2 separate regions of the Zea mays genome follow, and region 2 is linked to region 1. The links are chromatin contacts, called in public Hi-C maps. All regions are on one chromosome and are shown on one strand. The core of a region is the stretch at or near the end of the contact, and the rest is flanking DNA. Distances in the headings are between cores, read along the strand shown. Region 1 holds the start of LOC103626591 (phosphopantetheine adenylyltransferase-like). Region 2 holds the start of LOC100193892 (50S ribosomal protein L3, chloroplastic-like).

What was found. A called contact is a pair of places that touch in the nucleus more often than the background predicts.
Region 2: a contact with region 1 is called in a Hi-C map of tassel, with 6 times the contacts expected there. The contact joins the promoter of LOC100193892 here to the promoter of LOC103626591 in region 1. A contact is called at or near these places in 3 of 25 Hi-C or Micro-C datasets (ear, leaf mesophyll and tassel).

Annotation. Positions count from the first base shown.
Region 1 is chr5:78,301,937-78,305,900 of Zm-B73-REFERENCE-NAM-5.0, forward strand. It overlaps LOC103626591 (phosphopantetheine adenylyltransferase-like), which reads left to right and starts at 2,212. Exons shown (of 6, transcript NM_001329681.1): 1 at 2,212-2,477; 2 at 2,757-2,828. The coding sequence starts at 2,277. It overlaps LOC100191344, which reads left to right. Exons shown (of 4, transcript NM_001136778.1): 3 at 61-269; 4 at 1,070-1,515. The coding sequence ends at 1,331.
Region 2 is chr5:79,035,528-79,039,491 of Zm-B73-REFERENCE-NAM-5.0, forward strand. It overlaps LOC100193892 (50S ribosomal protein L3, chloroplastic-like), which reads right to left and starts at 2,057. Exons shown (of 2, transcript NM_001352295.1): 1 at 1,415-2,057; 2 at 679-1,161. The coding sequence starts at 1,913. The coding sequence ends at 872. It overlaps LOC103626595, which reads left to right. Exons shown (of 8, transcript XM_020538423.3): 7 at 1-45; 8 at 211-676. The coding sequence ends at 19.

The DNA of each region.
Region 1 (3,964 bases), core at 962-3,461:
TGGCATTCTATGCACCGAAGCTTGCTTGCATGGAAGTTCTCATTTTTACGTTGAACTCAGGTCTGGGCGGCCGGGTTCTCTGCTGCAATGTTAAAGAAAAGCAGTTCCATGACTGGTCCTACGACTGAATCTCTTGATGGGCCTGTTGTAAATGGCACCTTGAACAGAGTTGGCTCCAATGTGACGCAACCTTCATGGGGTGAATGTTTTCTCCTGTCAACTCTGCGGAAATTCTTCGAGATTGTTCTTTACGTACCTGATGTAAACAAGTAAGTGCAGTTACAGTTATGAATCGCTGCTCTACTTAAGTGCCATGAACTACCCTGTGCCTGCCAGCGCTCATCAACTATTTTTGCTGTTTTATTTTTGGGTTGGGGTGGGTATTTAGTTAAAAAAATGTGATATCAAATCCTCAGAAGACTCATCAAACAAAAAAACCATAGGTTCTTTTAAGAGGAGAACAAGCGTGTATCAGTTGTTGAATCAAACAGTGGGTCAAAAAAGGCCAGAGGGGGGGGGGGGGGGGGCAATAAGAGCTTCTGTGGTGAAAGTGTTGTTTTATCAACCGTAACCATGTCTGTTACTAATTGCCTAACTAATAGCTAGTTGCTAATACTTTATCAGTTGAGTGTGTTTCGGTCGATCGACTTCCAGTTACCTGCTATCCAAACAATTGTTAGCTGGATGCCCAGTTAACTGTTAGTTGATGTCTTTCTTAGCTGGGCCTGCTTGGAATCCATCCTAGCTAATTTTTAGCACCTAACTGTTAGGGCTTGTTCGGTTAGCTCTCAATCCATGTGGATTGAGTGGGATTGGATGGATTTGAATTCCAAACAAGTTAAACTTTTTCTCAATTTTTTTCAATTTTATTCAATCCATGTGTATTGGGAATAACCGAACAAGTCCTTAGCTGGCTGTATCCAACCCAGGCTCTGGGTCAAACTCATGGAATCCATTTCTTGCTTCTCCTGTTAAGCATTCCTGTACTGTAGCTGTAGACCTTATCTTCTTTTCCCCAGATCTACTACTGTACGCCGTTCGCCTGTTCCGCTATCTGACACTGTTGCAGGCGGCTGTGCAAGGTTCTCTCGGTGCTTTCAGAGCAGCAGCCTCCTTGCCCGCAGTTCTACCTGTACAGCTCGGCCGACCGAGTCATCCCGGCGGAGTGCGTGGAGCGCTTCGTGGAGTCGCAGAGGTCCCTCGGGCGCAGCGTGTTCGCCCACGACTTCGTCTCGTCGCCGCACGTGGACCACTACCGGAGCTTCCCCCACGTGTACTCCGCCAAGATCGACGAGTTCCTCAAGGTCTGCTCCACGGTCGAGGTGTCATGACCAACAGGCAGGGCCGTCGAATCTATCTGTGTTTGGTCTGTTACTCTGTTCTGAGAATGGATAGGTGTTTCTTTGCCACTCAGAAAATCTGATGGTAGGCTCCCAAAGATGTTTGCCTGAGGTTATTGAGATACTGTATGCTTGCTTTGTTTGAGCCTGTTCGCTGGCTGGTTGCAGCGCTGTGAGGCAGCCATTGTACAGCGATTCCGCAGCCGTGGCAGCGCTGCTGCGCTGGGCTGAGCGGCCGAACACTCCCGGCTCGCAGCCATTGTACAGCGCTTTTGAGTATGGATGGGTGTGGTATGCCACTGTGGTGGAGCACGCTGCATCCATCCCGGCTCGCAGTGGAACGAACCGGTACCGGGGTGCGCGATTCCATGTCTCGCTGTTCTATTCTATACGAGAATCGTGTTCCATCTCTACTCCCTGCCACTGCTAGGTCTAGTGCGTCTGTGCGTGCATCGCCTTCTTGACCTCAAGCTGCATAGCACCACTAGGTAGCCGCTTAGCTAGGAGTGATAATGGATTGGATTTAAATGCTTCTTTGTAAAATAGTAGAACTCTAAATAATTTTTAATTTAAAAATAAATATAAATAGTTCTCGATTTTAATCTGATTTAATTTTATATCTTATATTGTAAAATTTAGAACACATTGTCACTATCTTATATTGTAAAATTTAGAACACATAGTCACTCTGGCCGGTAGCCCCGTCAAGGTCGAGGCTGGCGTGTAGTCGTGGCTCTGTTACCGAGGACAAGTAGGACGAGGCCCTTTGTAGGCTGAACCGGACCCACCTATCAGTGAACAGGCGGACAGGTCAGGACTCAGGAGTAGGAGGAGAGCAGCCTCAAAACCAGGCGCACGCACCCGCGAGGCCGCGACGCCACTGACCAACCAGCCAAAAACCCGGCCGCGCGCCTGTTTGTTCGGCCGGAGCGCGCCATGGCCATGGAGGAGGGGTCAGGAGCGGTGGAGAAAGGGCCGGCCGTGGGCACGGTGGCTGACGCCTCCGCCAGCGTCATCGGCGAAGGCGCCGTGAAGGAGGAGGCCGGGGGCAGACGGCAGCCACCGGCCGGCTACGCGGCCGTCGTGATCGGCGGCACCTTCGACCGCCTGCACCAGGGCCACCATCTCTTCCTGAAGGTACGGTACGGGCAACAAGGTCTCCACTCTTGGGCATAACAGTCCAATCGTCGTCGTCTCTTTCGCTGCCTGCGTGTGCGCGTTTGTGTGTGTTCGAAGCGTTGAAACTTCAGCTGATCCTTCGATTCCCCTCCTTTCTTTTCTTTCTTTCTTTTTGTGTGTGTGTGTTTGTTTATTCTGGTTTTTACTAATCTATTCCTAACAACGATGATTTTCCCGTTTCCTCGGTTCGTCCCCCTTTCTCTTCCGAAAACATATAAAGAATCCACGTTGTGGCAGGCGGCAGCGGAGCTGGCGAGGGAGAGGATCGTGGTCGGCGTCTGCGACGGCCCCATGCTCGCCAAGAAACAGGTCAGCTTTCGCGCCAACTGGCCGGATGCATCCGACAATACACTCTCGCTTCTAATCCAAACCCGATCGACGCAAGCACGCTTGCATAGAGCCCGATCACGCCATTGCTTATTCCACGCTAAAACAAACCCCGACCATCGCGTCCCTGCATGCCGCGCAGCGGATGCCACAGCAACGTCAGGCTTTTTAAAATCCCGGGACGTCAGACGTCTCAACCCACACACACGCCCCAGCTGCATGTTCCACATGTGATCCCCATCAACGCATGCTCGCTCGGCCGCTCCCTTTCAAATTGCAAGCCAAGCCGTCTCAAGTCTGTAGCCTCGATTTGGAACTTTGAACGGAGGTAGGTAGGATGGCTTGCGGTCTCAAACTATGCTACCATGTTTGGATGCACTAGAGTAGCTGTTAAAATTAATCAAAGACATCTAAACAGTCTAGCTAGTAGTTTAACTATTAGCTTTTCTTTAGCAAACTAGCTAATTCGACTAATAATTTTTTTATCAAAGAACTATTATCTCTGCATCTAAACACCGGTGTTCAAATGCACTACAGTTAACAGTTAGCTGCTAAAATTAGTTGAACGCAGCTAATAGTTTGGTTATTGGCTACTTTTAGCAGATTAGGTGGCTAATTCTTAGCATCCAAACAGCCCCCCTAATTATAGCGCAACCGCAATGGGACCGAACCAATGGGGGTATGGGCTGACGAGTGGTGGTAATCTAGCGCAATCAGAGACGGCTGAGAGGCACCACAGTCCACAGGAATAGGTCGACATCAAACACTAAAACCATGTCATGATCACCAAATAATGGCCCCATGTCATGATCATCGAACAATGGCCGGGTTTAGCGTTTCAGGTGGTGGGAAACCATACTACTGGTTCACGGTCGTATGCAGGTTCATTGAACATGGACAGGGTTCCAGATTTCAAAGGTTTTTTTTTCAGATTTGAAAGGTTTGGTAGGGGGAATAGAGTCTAGTAGGTTGGGCGGTCAGCCACTAACCACTGGTTGAATGGAACAGCATATCCCCGTCTACAAAATGTGCATGTGAGCTGCATATTGGTGGTCATGGCGTAGAGAAGTGAGCTGAAGAATCTAAAGACTGACTTTGCTTATGTAGTAGAGAAGTTT
Region 2 (3,964 bases), core at 807-3,306, 730 kb after region 1:
AGATTTTGGAAGTGATTAATGAAACCTTTGATGACACTGCACATGGTAATTTCGTAAACAACTTGCATTTACAAGGAAGTAGATGTTGTTTGCTTCAATTTGCTTCTTCATTCTCCTGGGCACCCCTATCGATTTGATTGAGGTTGTAGCAGGTCATAGCAGTTTCTGTACGATTGCTAACTTCTTTGGTCGTATGTTCTTTATGTGCAGGTTGAGGAGTGATCCATTTGTACAGACTATTTTGGGCAGCTAAATATCTACAATTGTGGTCGTGGAACTAGCTGATTTGGTGGCCACTGTTTCTTCTTCCGTGTTAGGTTTTGTGCTCTTAGAGTAGAAGCATGGATGGCTTATTATTATGATCAAATAATCCGTATTGAAGGGTGGCCCAAACAATCCGTCTTCTTTGTATCTTCTCTGAGGGTGATGTGGTAGCAAATGTATTCGTTCAGTTGGCTATAGTGGAAGCTTTACGATTATGTCAAAGTTCTCCTTTCTGCCCCCCTGTTGCACAAGGTTACGTCTGCAGTTTTTCTTGTTTGTCGCATTTCCTGGTTCCGTTTTGGTTGCGTTTCCTGACTCAGATCAGTACATATCTGCATGATCTGCGACCATTTGTATTTAACTATTTGTATGATCTATGGCCATAGAATTAATCAACTATTGTTTAGCGGAATTCAGGAACCAGAAGTGCATCTTGCATTACCTGCCTATTACTCTCTCACCCAAGCATCCAAATTGTACAGGTTATAGTTTTACTAATCTGAAGTTGCATGTGTTCAAAAACTGGAAATTGGCAAAGGATTACATCCAGTTTGTAGCAGGGTAACAAACACAAACACTCAACATTCACCCCCCTGAAAAAAGAAGTCTAGTTCTTGGGGATGTTCTTGCCGACGATCTTGGCCGGCGTTATGCGGAGGAGGTTCCCGGGCTTCCCTGGCACGGCCCCCTTGATCATGAGCACCCGGAGGTTGTTGTCGATCTTGACGATCTTGAGCTTCCTGATCTTGGTCTTGGTTCCTCCCATCCTCCCGGGCATCTTCTTCCCCTTGTACACGCGGCCCGGCGTCGTCCCGGCTCCGATGGAACCCAGCTGCCGGTGGCTCTTGGAACCGTGCGTCATCAGCCCGCGCTTGAAGTTGTGCCTCTTGATGCCACCTGCGCAGTGCCACAAGTAAAACCGCGCGCGAGCGGATCAAGAACGTTGCAAGCTAGGAGATTGCACAAGTGGCATAGCAATCGCAAATGCAAACCTTTGAAACTACAGCTACAGCAAATGCTGCTAAAACTTCACTCTCCATGAAACGGAACAATGACACATACAACCGAGGCTGGCAGATCATTAGCAGAATTGCTGTTGCTGGCAATGCAATCGCACTATTGGATGGAGGCGCGAGAATCGGTGTACTACCTTGGAACCCCTTGCCGATGGAGTTGCCGGAGACGTCGATGAGGTCGCCCTCCTTGAAGAGGTCGGCGAAGTCGAGGGGCTGGCCGGGCTCGAAGGCGTCGACGGCGGTGAGCCGGAACTCCTGCAGGTGGCGCAGCGGCGGGGCGCCGGCCTTGCCCAGGTGGCCCAGCTCCGGGCGGGTGAGCTTGTCCTCGCGCACGCCGTGGTACCCGACCTGGACGGCGTCGTACCCGTCCGTGGCGGCCGTCTTCACCTGCGTCACCACGTTGCCGCCCTCCCGGAACCCGACCACGGTCACCGGCACCGGCTTCCCCGTCTCCGGATCGAAGTAGGTCATCATCCCCACCTTGGTCGCCATCACGCCCACCCCGGCCTCGTACGACGCGCGCACCGCCACGGGCGCCCGCCGCCGCCCGCCGCTCCAGGGGACGGCGCCCTGGCGGCGCTGCGGGAGGAGGAACGCCACTGCGCCGCCCACGCCCACGGCCGCCATGGCCATGCTTGCTTCGATTTGACTGGGATTAGCAGAGGGGAGTGGCGCTCTCGTTCAATTTGACTGGGATTTATGCGGATGCGGATAGGCCGCTCTTCCTCGCGCCTATCCCCTTATCCAAGGAGGACGTCTGCTCGGAAGCGACTCAAATAGATACGCCTTTCTACAAAGAAAGCGTATATACAGTTGCTTAGAAATTTGCATGGCAAGACCTCCATCCATTCTCCTATTGTCACGTACTTAGTGTTTGGTTGAGGAGCCAAGTAGAACGGAGCCATTCCATCCCTGATTCTAGGAACAGAGCCGCTCTGTTCTGTGTTTGGTAAGTTGGAACAGAGCTGTTGACGCTTTTTCGGAGCGCCAAATACTCAAGAAGAACCGGCGGCGGTGCTCTCTGGTCAGGCGCGGACGGTCCGCGGCCTGGGGCCGGACGGTCCGCGACCTGGCGCAGGGGCTAGGGTTTCCTGCCTGACGGCCGGACGGTCCGCGCCCTAGGGCCGGACGGTCCGCGCGTGCGCAGGGGCGGCGGAAGATCGCCGGCGGCGCCTGGATCTCGCTCCCGGGAGGGACCCCGTCGGGGAGGAGAGATCCTAGGGGTTGTCTAGGCTCGGGCCGGCCGACCTAGACTCCTCTAATCGGCGTAGAGTCGAAGAGAGGCGAAGAATTTGGGGATCGAGAGGCTAAACCTAAACTAGACTAGAACTACTCCTAGGATAAAATGCGAAATAGAAGTTGTATTGATTCGATTGATGATTACAAATCGGCCGTATACCTCTCTATTTATAGAGGAGGGGGCTGGACCCTTTACAAACTAATTCCCGAGCTTATCCCATGATTTTAGCTAACAATCGTAGCACAAAACTCGGAACCCTAATCTGCTCTGTGCACACGCGGACCGTCCGGCCCACAGGCGCGGACCGTCCGGACCGCGGACCGTCCGGCCTCAGGGCCAGACAGTCCGCCGGCTCATTTTGGTGTCAAACATATGCCCCCCTGCCTTTTGGTGGAGCTGAGCGAACCAAAAGCAACTAACTCGATGTGATCACATCAGTTTTCTTAGGCATCTTGACACTTGCTAGGATGATACGTAGTGGCCTTAGTCCCGATGGTTGACTCAACGGACGTGACTCTTTTAGCTTTGATCGAACTGTCAGTCCCAACACCGTCGAGCGTCATAGCGATCCTGACCAATCCGTCACCTTACTTTTTCTAATTTTCCAAGTGTTCTGGCGTAGCTTCGTAGTCGACCAGGTCTTCCCCTTGTAGGTCATCTTCCTCCATGGGTGTCGGTACATCGTTGGTGGTGTCTTGGTGTAGTGCGGATGGTTCGGCCTCAGGGGTCGGATGGTCTGCGCCCTGTACGGTTGGTCTGGTCTTTATAGCCGGACTGTCTGCTATACCTGCAAAGAGCTGCACAGTTGCTGTTTTATTTTCTGTCTTTATGGCCGTTTGATTTTCCTCAACGGCCTTTGGTCTCCATCTCTTTTGTGGTGGCGGATACTGCGGATGTGTGTCATTAAATATTTTTTCCGCCTCCTTCTCCTGATTCTCCTTTGCTCTAAGGCGTTGTAATTTTCGCTTTTGCGATCGTGTCAATCCCGATGGGCACCATCGGGGCATGGAGTATTTTGGATCGGCTATTTTATTGACAATCGTACTTTCTTTTTTGTTTGTGTTGGCCGATTCACCAAAAATCATCGGCCCTTCGTTATTTTGTTGTACGACGACATCTGTCGCTCCTATTTTAATGACTTCTCCCTTTTTCGTACTGTTGGAGGTTATAGCTGTATGCCCCCCTGCCGGATTAGTCAGCCTTTGGGGCTGAGTTGTTCGGCAATCTTGCTGGGCCTGTGCTCGTGGACCAGATTGAGGGGCTCTCAATCGGTCTTGTACTGGAGGTGTCAACCTATTGAATACAGATGTTTGGGGTGCCCCCCAAGCGGGGTACTGTGGCATCCCAAATGGGTATGGTGGCATGCCCCACATTTGATTTGGGACATATGGTGGAGGTATGTATGTGTATGGATATGGCATATGTGGATATGGTGGTGGAGGTG